2 separate regions of the Rattus norvegicus genome follow, and region 2 is linked to region 1. A link is a contact called in public Hi-C data. All regions are on one chromosome and are shown on one strand. Each heading gives the region's core, a stretch centred on a gene start, on an enhancer-like site or on the middle of the called end of the contact. The rest is flanking DNA. Distances are from core to core; before and after follow the strand shown.

Region 1 (5,811 bases), core at 3,053-5,552:
ACTCTTACAATACCAAGTTCAGTGCCAGCTCAAGGTACAATGTTGGCTGCCTCTGGAGCGTAGCTTGCATGTGCTGACTCAGAGGAAACACTTCCCAGAAGATTTCATCTCAACGATGTTGATCTCTTCTCAATCACTGTTCATTTTTTTGGCTCCAGCTAACCAGGATCTAGTACTCCAGCCAAACAAAGGTTTTGCTTTAGATCTGAAGAATCACAGCAAATTCTTCAGTCCAAGCTGACCAGCACTACAGTTTTTTTTGCCCATAAGAAAACCTTGTTAGAGTATTTGCTTCTCTTTGAAACATCACAGGCAAGGCCCTCCGTTGTCTACACTGCTCTCAATGTTCTCATTATCCAATGACTTTTCTATCCTGAAGTTCTAAAGTCCTTCCACAGTGCTTCCCCAAACTAATATGGTCAGGTCTGTCACAGCAATACCCCATTACTCTAGTAACAACTTCTGTCTTAATTAAAAGTTACTATTTCTATGATGAAGCACCGTGGCCAAAGAAAGCTGGGGAGGAGAGGGTTTATTTAGCTTACACTTTGGCATCACCGCTCGTCACGGAAGGAAGTCAGGGCAGGAACCTGGAGGCAGGAGCTGATACAGAAGCCATGGAGGGGTGCTGCTTACTGGCTTGCTTCCACAGCTTACTCAGCCTGCATTCTTATGGAAGCCAGGACCACCAGCCCAGGGCAGCCCCACCAACAATGGGCAGGGCCCTCACCCATCCATCACTAACAGTCAGATCTTATGGAGGCATTTTCTCAGTTGAGGTTCCCTCCTTTCAGATGACTTTAGCATGTGTCAAGTTGACAATAAAACTAGCTAGGACAGGGTGGGTATGACTTAGTGTCCTTGAGTATGTTTAGATTGTACTGAAAGCTCAGAAAACATTAGCTTACACATCCTAGTATCCATTGGTAGTTCTGGATCCCAATGGGGTTCGGAATAAAAGCTGTAGAATCGCTATCCCTAAGCATGGTTGGTGGAACTGAAAACATAGAGACAAAATAAAAGTAGGGAGAAGGTGTGAACTAAAGTGGAACTCCTGAAGCGTGAGCCCTGAGCCATGCAGAAGACAGACGGATGCAACACGTAGAAAGAATGATTAGAGAGATAACTAGTCCAGTGTTTGTGATGGGAAATGAAAATGGCCGACGACATTGGTGGGAAAAGAACCCTGGTGAGATCTTGCTCTCTGTAAAGGACCCATGACTCATTCCTGGTCTTTTTCTACATTTGCAGCGGCAAGTGAGTAATTACTAAATCTGTGAAAATTGTGTGATTTAAGCTGTTTCTAATCACATAATAAGGCTGTCCAGAGATCAAATTCTTTCATTTCTCCATGCTGTCTTTGTCAAGCATTTCTGGGGACTGGAAGTATAAATTTCCCTCCTGCTCAGAGGTTAACAGACTTGAAATATATATATATATATATATATATATATATATATATATATATATGTTTAGATATATGTATATATAGCATATACATACATATATGTATATATTAATGTGTGTGATATATCATATATATACATATATATACACAAAATTATTTGAATATTTTAAGACTTATTTTTAGTTGTTCCTGTGTTTGCCAGAAGGCACTTGGAATTGAATTGTTTCTGTACAAGAGCAGTATGCACTCTTAACTCCTGATCCACCTCTCCAGCCATTTTTATATTTTTATTGGTGATGAATATGCTACATTAGGCAATTTCCTCCCATCACTAATATGGTGATACTTTTGGCTTTCATTTGTACTCCCCCCAACCCCTCCTCAAACCACTTGGAATTTGGGAAACAGAAGGGAATTCTTATGTTGGGACTCCCTTGGAAACTTTAATAATAGTTGTTGAATACTCAAAGCGTCAGGGAAAGATGGGGGCTCAAAGTGTTATCTGAAGCTGTGTGTGGTGGCGCATGTCTGCAATCCAAGCACTTGGGACATTGAGGCAGGAGCAGCCTCTCAAACTCTCTCTTCAGATTCTGATACCAGCAACAAACGGTTTCAAGATCACATGGTATTTCACTGGTATCAAGATGGTGGACCGTGAGCTCAGTAGGACTCCCATTAGGCCCGAAAACGAGCATACTACTAACACTCACACTTGATTTCCTAGAATGCAGTCACCGGTTTATCAGTGTGCCTAACAAATGGCCAGCCAGTCTTGGCTACAAGGTTGGCAAAGCGAGAAACTAGATAGAAATACACTGAATAAAAAATATTAAAAAATAGATACAAATCATGTCAGGGGACTTGACTATTCTTATAGTTTGGCTTTATCTGACAAGTCCCAGAGAAGACTGTCTTTCATTTCTGTTCACTAAAGCAAAAACTATTTTTCCAAATAATGAAGTTGCACCAGAGCGCATTCATAAAGAACATAACTCTGAAGGAATGAACCTGAGTAAGTGAAAAAAATAACCGAACTTTGTGAAGGACTGAAATCAGAAAAACAAAAACCAGGCCAAAGAGAGTCACTGGAACCAGAACATAGTTGGAGAGTTGACTTTGCATAAGGGCAATGAGTTTTGTCATTCTCTCCATACTGAGGAGAGATCAGCCCATTTCTAGCATTTGGAAAATCAAAGGAATTTGTATCAGTGGTCTCAGTCTTCTTGTGAAATTCAAAGTCAGTCATAATGAAATGGGGCTGGCATTCAAAGATTGCAAAAGGTATTCAGGTGGAAAGTGACACAAAGGTGCTGAGGAATATAGAAAATGGCCAAGATCCCACTGGAACCAAGATACATAATACAGTGTTCTGTACAATGTTGTATAGCGGAACTCAGCAAAAAGGCAGGCACTTTGTATATTTGCTATTGCACACAGTACACAGAGAAGCCCCTGGGAACACAGACTCTGATTTCATAGATCACACACACAGTAGGCACATAATGAATTTTTGCTTGAATGAATTGATTTAGTCATCACCAATTCTTCTGTGGTACTCTGTAGCGTACTGGCAACTGCCCACATTTCATATGGTATGCCAGTACTAAAAAGAAAATGCAAAAAATAAAAAAAAATCAGGCACTCAGCTAAACTTAGAAGTCTTAAAATGGCAACTCTGTCAGTTGAGGCACTTTTTTATCTTGTGCCAGTACATCTGTCTTTGATGTTTGCTTTATTTTCCTTATGCCACTACTCGTACTAGACCAGAAGTGGCTAATTCTGAGTTCAATAAGCTACATAAACATGACGTGGTGGTGTGCAGACCTAATATCATCTCAGGAAAATCGCCAGTTCAAGGCTAGCCTGAGCTACACTGTTTCAAGAAGAAAGCTACATTTCAATCTGTCTGCAAGTTCTCCAGGTACTTAAAATGATCTCAGAACCCAGACCCAGAAATGCATACAATGCTGGCACCGCTCCCCCATCCACCTCTTCGGAACCGTATGGTCTTAAACTTCACTACTCAATTCCTGCATATTACAAAGGTGTAAAAGTCAGGTTTAGGCAGTCCGAGACAACTCTGGCAAGAGTTTTATCAAGTGAGGACAGAATCGCTCCAAGGTACGGTTGAGGGGAAACAGTTTTCTTTTGGACCTGGCAGGAGTCTCTCTCTCTCCTTTCACGAAGTTTCTCTCCGGAGATCCAAAGCCCTCTGGCTTAGGCGGTGGAGAAAATGGCCAGGCAGGAAAGTCCGTCCAGGAGGTCCGGGGCGAGGCCCCACCTCCCGGATCTGGAGGCCAGGCCTCCTGCTCGCACAGCTGCCCCACGCTTCCGCGCTCGCCTCCCACTCAGCCCCGGCCCGCTGCTCTCCATCCCACTGCCCCCGCTTCCCTGCACCCCCGCACGCTCGTGGGGGACCCTACTCCGCGGCCCTGGAGTCTGCACTTTGGAGAAGCAGGCAGAGATCCTCGCGCGGCCGCCGGGGCGCCGGCTGATGGCGTCACTCGCGCTTCCGCCTGCGGCTGCGTTCTAATCAGAAGCCAGGAAGGAAGGAGGGAGGGCTGCAGGGCTGTGTGTGGGGGAAGTAACGCGGAGAAGACAAGCCATCCAGGCACTCGCTCGTTCGCTTGCTCGCCCGCCCGCCCTCCCGCGGCCCCTGCTTGCGGTCCCCGCTCAGACTCGGTTTCCCCAGGGAAGCCATTCTAGGCGCACTTCCCCAGCGGCTCCTTCCGGACGCCTGCTCCGCTTTCCCGGGCACGGCGTTCGCGCTCCGCCTCGCCCCCCCTCGCCCTCCCGCTCCCTCACTCCCTCCCTCTCTCCCTCCCATCGCCAAGCTCCCCGCCCTTAGTATCGCGAGACGAGGTGAGAGCTGGCGGAGCGGCGGCGGCGGCGGCAGTAGAGGTGACCGAGGCGGTGGCGGCGGCGGCGGCGGCCCGGAGCGCTGTGTCGGCCCCGGCGCGGCCGAAGTCGCGGTAGAGCGGAGCCCCCACGCCCCTCCCCCGTCCGCGTCCCCCCCTCTTCCCGCGGGGATGGAGAAGGCGACGGTTCCGGCGGCGGCTGAGGGAGAAGGGAGCCCCCCGGCGGCGGCGGCAGTGGCGGCCCCCCCCGCGGCGGCGGAGGTCGGCGGCGGGGCTCGCTCGGCCTCGTCTCCTCGTGGGATGGTGCGAGTCTGCGACCTGCTCCTGAAGAAGAAGCCACCGCAGCAGCCGCACCACAAGGCCAAGCGGAACCGGACTTGCCGACCCCCCAGCAGCAGCGAAAGCAGCAGCGACAGCGACAACAGCGGCGGCGGCGGAGGAGGAGGCGGCGGCGGCACCAGCAGCAACAACAGCGAGGAAGAGGAGGACGACGACGACGAGGAAGAGGAGGTTTCTGAGGCAAGGGCCTGGTTTCACCTCGAGGAGGGCGGAAGGGACCGTGAAGGGCCTAAGGTGGGAGGGGACTTGCGGTGGGACGGAGCCCTCGGGGGCTTAAGATCTGCCTTGGGGACCAGGCTTTCGCCTGCCCCCTTTCTTTGCTCGGCCTGGAGTCGTGAGGTGTGGGAATGTGGGGGAGGGTAGCTGACACGTGGGGGTGGGAGGACCAGAGAGTGCACGGAGTTGCTGAGGAGCTTGTTAGCCTAGGATGCTTCTTCACAGGGTTCAGGGCGGAGGGATTGGTTAGATTCCCGGGTGGCACTTTGGGGCAGGAGGGTGGTCTCTCCGGGGCCAGTACAGCCACCTCATTCCCGGGGCGGGGGCGGAGCTAAAGCGGGAGGGGTAAGATAATAGGTAGGAGAGTCTCTGGGGGACCCACTGCGAGGTTGGTAGTTTTCTGTCAGTGTAAGGTGGCGGCGGAGAGCGATTCTGGAGGGCTGGTAAGATTGTAATGGACTCGGAGCTAAGTATTTGTATCTGGGAGAGACACGTGAGAAGCTGTACTTTTCCATACTGTTTTCGCTGCAGGGCTTTTCTCTCTCTCTCTCTCTCTCTCTCTCTCTCTCTCTCTCTCTTTCTTCCCTTCTTTCTTTCTTTCTTTCAGCTTGTGGCTGAAGTGATCATCACTTACTCGATTTATGAAAGATTTTGGATGAGCCGATCTTACATCCATACGTATGCGTTTACAAATGGCTTAGTACATAAAAATTCTTGTTTGGTGCTCTACGCGTGTATGTAGTGCTTCATCAGGTTCTCCCTTAATAATCAAGCCAGGTCCCTCTTTTATTTAATTAATTAGTTAACCTTACTTATTTATTGTCAAGTAAGTAGGGAAGAAGCGTCTGCTTTGCACCCAGGTTTGATTGTGATTGGGACAGGGAGGCCTATGTCCTAGTGATCTGGTTTCATAACTCTTTATAGTTTTTCCTGGGTCTACAGACAGGCGGCGTTGTAGGACCTTATTCCTTTTAACCCAAAAGATTAATG
Region 2 (5,824 bases), core at 2,564-5,063, 92 kb after region 1:
TACTTGGGAAACACACATTTACACTCTTATTCAGAGATTCCCGTCCAAACTAATAGTATTGCAGCAGCATTCTTACTGTGGGGGAAGAGAAGATGTTCGCACATTTAACTTCAGAATTGAGTTATCTGGAGAATAAAGTCCCTTAAGCCAGTTTTCAGCCTGTCCTTTGCTTCTGTCTTTAGTATTCTCCCACCTCAAGTACAGACCTACCTGGCCATTATTTAAACCATCTGGTGGGTGAACTAAGATTGCAGCAGATTTCCTACATAGAGACATCACAATCCACACTGGGAGGATGATTGATTGTGTAAAATAGATTTATTTCTAGCCTTTATTTTGTCCTGTCAGTGCGATTGCCAGATTGATTGTGAGACACTTTATTCCTCTCAGAGTAATTCTTAATGTAAGAAAATTTGTATCTGTGTGAGGATATCAAACTTTTATAGTCGAGAGAACTGTCACAACAGGGTTTCAAAGTTACTATCACCCTGTTGTCGTTAGTATATATAGTGTTTTGAATAGTTTTACTTTGAGAATCTTACATCCTAAAAGTGAAGTAACTTTTATTTGCTCCAAAATATAAGGTGTGAAGTTGGCAAGTTAAAAAAAATCACCTTTCCCCCTTTCATTCTATCATTTATTCCTTTTCTATGTAATTTTAGTACATAAAATTTTTGTTTTCAGGATTATTTTGAATTAATATTTTTTGGTTACTTTCATTAAAAGAGAATTTGTATTTCAGGTGGATTTTATGGAAAGTGGATTACTCAATATACATTCTAATTTGGGGCTCTTCTCCAATCAGAAACCATCAGAAAATTAGTTATTAATATTATAATAGCATCTTAGAGACATTTTGTTTCAAAAACTATTTAATACTTTTAAATACATCTTGCTAACAGTGTTTCCTCCTTATTAAGTGCAGTTATTTTGTTCAACAGCAGTCAGTGGAAGAGCATCTGCAATGTCAAACACTCCTACCCACAGTATCGCTGCTTCTGTTTCCCAGCCTCAGACTCCAACTCCAAGTCCCATCATCTCTCCTTCAGCCATGCTACCTATCTACCCTGCCATTGACATTGATGCACAGGTAAGCTCCGCCCTCAGGAGAGATTGGTTCACTGGAATCACATCACCGCCTTAGTGATCGTACGCATCAAGTCTGCGTTGTCAGAGACTCCAGATACAATTAATCTATCAAGCCAGACATGGTGGCTCACACCTAATCCTAGCATTTAGAGGGATAATCAGTATATTGCGTGAGTTCAAGGCCAGCCCAGACCTTCAAAGTCAGTGCCAGGTCTGGCAAGCTAAAACTTTTAGTTTTAAAAAGATTAGGATATAAGCAAAGTAACTTATGCAAGATTAAAATGAAACCAGAACTGTGATCCCAGCCCTTGGGAAGTTTCATAAAGAGGATCAAGAGTTCAAGGTCATCCTTAGTTGTATAATTAGTTGAAGCTACTCTGGTTTACATCACACCCTGTCTCAATACAACGAGAGTTAGGATTGGTGAATGCTTCTTAAAGAGGTGATGATGAGGTGTTTATAAAAGAAGCGGCTGGGGCTGAGACTACATCGGTGGAGAAGTACGTAAAGTCCTGGGTTCAGTCTAGCCTCAGCAAAAGGTGATTAGTCAACTTTATGTTTCTATATGTTATTACTTGTATTATTAAACTTTTCCCCCTTGAGACAGGGTGTCTGTATAGCCTAGGCTGGTCTCCCAACAATCTTCCTTAAGCCTCCTGAATGCTGGAATTAGACATGAATCATCACGCCTGGCTATATACCGCTTTTAAAACTTTTGGTGGAATTACATATGGTAATGAGGAAATATTTTGAATTTATGTAATTTTAACTGAGATTCTATTGAGGGGACAGAAACACTTTCTTTATAGATTATCTGAAACAATATATACGAGGTGAAAAAAGAGAACTGTTAGGTTTAGAAAGGCTCTATTAAATAAAGAAAGGCTCTATTAAATAAAAGCTGTTCCATTAAAAAAATTAGTTGATTTCTAGCCCTAAGGAGATGGAGGCAGGTGGATTTCTAGATGAGTTTGAGGCCTGTTAGGGCTTCATAGTAAGACCCTGTCTCACTAAATAGATAAGATTTAATTGACTGTGCATTGCAAGACTCCTTAATGCTTTCCATCAAGCCTAATAGCCTCAGTTTGATTACAGTAATCCACATTGTAGGAGAATAAACCCACCTACCCTTGTTACCTACCCTTGTACTATGCCATGTGTACATGCCTGCGGGAGTACACACACACACACAACTCTTATATATTTGTAAGTTGAGTGTGATGTCTCAGGGCAAGATGGAGTTGGCAAATTTAGCTTGTTTTTATCTCGACAATGGCCAAAAGATGGCAGTCCCGGTGCCACAAGCCTATAGTCTGAGTGCCTAAGAGATAGAGGCAGGGAGTACATACAGAGTTCCTTTTCAGCTACATCGTAATTCTGAGGATGTCTTGGACTACAAGAGGACCTTGTCTCAGAACAAATCAATGAAGTAAGATTACATTAAAATGCTAAGAAGTATGTTAGGAGAAACTGTTAAAAGAAAGTGGTAAAGTTACGGGGCTGGAGAGATGGCTCACTGGTTAAAAGCACTGAGGATCCTGGTTCAATTCCCAGCACCTGCATGGCAGCTCACAACTGTGTATAACTCCAGTTTCAGGGGACCTGGTACCCTCATAGATACGTATGCAGGCCAAAAAAGAAAAGAAAAAGAAAAATCCTTTAGAGAAAGGTAAAGAAAATGTTTGGGGTTTATATTTGTATTATTTTGATGAGTCCCTGGGGTGAAGTATATGCTGTTAAAACTTAAAACCATCTTTTTATAATTTGAATTTCAAGGAGTGTATGTATATACCATTAAAACCATGTACTTTTTATGTATGGGTTTGTTAATTTATTCTTAGACAGGGTTTTACTGTATAGACCAGGCTAGCCTGAAACTCAGAACTGCCTGTCTTTGCACTCCTAATGCTGAGATTCTTAAGTGTGCACTACTATCTCACGCCTTTCTTGTTTGTTTTATGTGCACGTATTTGACCTGCATGTTTTTCTCTGTTCCACAAGCATGTTGGTCTCTATGGAAGCCAGAAGAATGTCCTGAAACAGCCAGCCATGAGCTGCCATGTGGGTGCTGGGGAAGGAGCTAGGTTGTCTGCAAGAGCAGCAGGTGCACTGACTCAGAACCTCTCTCTTATCCTCAGACCAGGCCACTTACTTTACTATCTGGGAAGGAGGCTCTGCACTTTGGGTGTTTGCTTGGAGGGCGAAGCAGCTGTGAGTCTTGACCTAGCTTGCCCGAATTCATGACCTTCTGGGTTTGTCTTCTGGTTAGGGAGAATTACAAGTGTGCACCATTGCACTCAGTGAGATACCATTCATGCTGCTTAGTCCCTTTTAAAATTGCAAAAGCCATGTGCATTTATATTATTGATCAAATAGTAGAATTCAGTAAAACCTGGCATTGAATATTCATTATTCCCCTTGTCCTTTTGATCTTGAGACTATTGCATTTGACCAGAAGTGTGTGCTGATTTTTAGGAAACTAAGATACTGTGTAGGGGCCCTTAATGCAACGTTAAGTTCTTGTTTTCCAAACATCTTCAAATGTAATGTGTGTCCAAGCACAACTGATTTTACTGAATATATTAAGTTATTAATGATGAAATAATTTTACTGCTTAACCAACAGCCATGTAAATTGAAATGTACTTTGGTTTATCTATAAAGATTTGACTGACGGCTGCCAGGCAGTGGTAGGTACTGGCACACACCTTTAGTCCAGGCACTCAACGATACCTGAGTCCAAGGACGGCTAGGTTTCCAGAGCGAGTTCCAGGATAGCCAAGACTAAAACAGAGAAACCCTTGAAAAACCTAAAAACTAACAAAAAGTGATCTGACTATGGGTCCTTAAAATATCCATGTTTGGGAACTTGAGCTCAGCAGTTAGGATTACCTGTTGTTCTTACAGGGGTCCTACTGTTATGGTTTCCAGCATTTCCATGGTGGTTGACAGCCTTCCTTAACTCAAGTTTTTGGTGATCTAGTGCCCCCTTCTAGTGCCCCTGAGGGTACCAGGCAGTTATGTGGTGCACATATATGTAGGCAGAACACACATACGTTACATGAATAAATAAATGGGTAGGTTGGTTGGTTGGTTTTTAAAATCCCTATTTGGTTTCTATATCAAGGCTTTTAAAAACTTGTTGCATTTTTACCTAACATGACTTAAGTTTGATATTTGTGCTTGTCTACATATCAAATAGAACAGGTAAAATAATGATTTTACCTTCTTCCTCACTTAGTTATTGAAGTTGATTTAAAAATTTCGTCAAGGGAGGTACTTCAATAAAAGTGTAAAATTCTTTTTAAAAAAAATGAAATCTCTAAAAATATTTGATGCTAGATAAAAATTCCATCAGCTTTGATGTAAATAGTTTGATTTGTATAACCAAACTGTGCTTGAACACACAAATAAAACACTGACTACTACCAGACTGAGGAGCCACTGTGAAACCGAGCACTCTCAAATGAGAGAGATGTTCTTTTTCCGTCTACTGCTATTCTGAAGTATTCAGAGGTGCAATTCCTGTATTTGAGCCATGGCACAAACTGGGCAAAAGGTTTTATGAAGTTGTAAATAAAATTTGGAGATTGGACTTCGGCCCCCCGAATTGATTACTCTTTGTTTGTATGAACTGCTATGGACCTTTCTCAAGTTAGAAAACTTAAATTTAAAAAATGTAGTCTTCGTTATTTCCATCCATCAATATCTCTTCAGAGGTGTAGGTGTGGGCTAAGAGTATGACCCAGTTGGTAGAGTACTGCCGTAGCATGCAAAGAGTCCTGGGGTTCCTGTTCCAGCTCACAAGCCGTGTCAGGAAAATCAAAGCTTGAATGTCATCCATTGGTGCATACATAGCTAGCCTGGGTTACATAACCTATTAAGTAACTTAACTTGCTTAACATGAAGACTTAAACTATAGCTGGGTGTGAATTATTGAGTAAAACAGCCTCATGCCTGCAATCCTTACACTTGGAAGGGTGAGGATCATCTCAAGTTGTAGGTCAGCCTAGAGTTTAGAATGTTATGGAGTCAGTAGTCCCTCCCCCAACTCCTAAGGAAGTAAAACACAACTGTATGTGACACTGTCTTATTCTTCAATTGCCTAAGTCTGAGGCTGGGGGATTGGGTGTTGGAGGCTAACTAGCCTGGCATGTATTAAGCAGACTCACTCTGTCACAAAGCAAAACAAAACAAAACAAAACAGCAGATTCACTTACAGATGTATCAGTTGGAGAGACGGCTCTGGTTTAAAAGCATTTGCTGCTCTTGCAGAGTATCTCAGCTGCCTCTGACTCAGGTCTGGGAAAGCTCACACCCAGCCTCTTCCGCACACACAGGAAGGTCTGAGGGCAGCCTACAGTCTAATGATACAGTCTCAAAGGAAAATGACGTGCATTCTGTCCCGCTTCATATGATTGTGCTTAGAAAAGCAGTTCATTAAAATTAAGCTTAAATTTGTCCATTTTTCTTATTCATCTGATACCTTAAATGTTAGTTAAACTTACACATAATCTGTCTGTACAGAGAATCAAACACTTGAAATTGAGAAGATTCTCTATTTGCAGGTATTTAAAATATTTAGCTCTTTCGGTGCCTTTTGCTTTTGAGTGTAATTAGTTTAGGAATAAGTTTGCTTCCCATACTAAATTCTTTTCAACCTGTATAACATTAGCTAGTTGAAGGTTTTTTCCTACAATACTCTCATGTTTTATACCCCTTTGAATTAAGTCATG

What was found. A called contact is a pair of places that touch in the nucleus more often than the background predicts.
Region 2: a contact with region 1 is called in a Hi-C map of liver, with 3 times the contacts expected there. The contact joins the enhancer-like site here to the promoter of Ankrd17 in region 1. A contact is called at or near these places in 3 of 12 Hi-C or Micro-C datasets (hepatocytes, liver and psoas muscle) and 1 of 1 datasets of contacts at active chromatin or transcription factors (oligodendrocytes).

Annotation. Positions count from the first base shown.
Region 1 is chr14:18,004,557-18,010,367 of GRCr8, forward strand. Ankrd17 (ankyrin repeat domain 17) reads left to right here and starts at 4,303. Exons shown (of 34, transcript NM_001401338.1): 1 at 4,303-4,785. The coding sequence starts at 4,438.
Region 2 is chr14:18,097,093-18,102,916 of GRCr8, forward strand. Ankrd17 (ankyrin repeat domain 17) reads left to right here. Exons shown (of 34, transcript NM_001401338.1): 16 at 942-1,090. Among named protein-coding and RNA genes, the nearest start is that of Cox18, 50 kb to the right of the region's middle. Within about 2 kb of position 3,814, at least 1 of the 93 cell types and tissues checked has an H3K27ac peak or open chromatin away from gene starts, as enhancers often do. A contact at or near this core is called in liver, where this site is marked.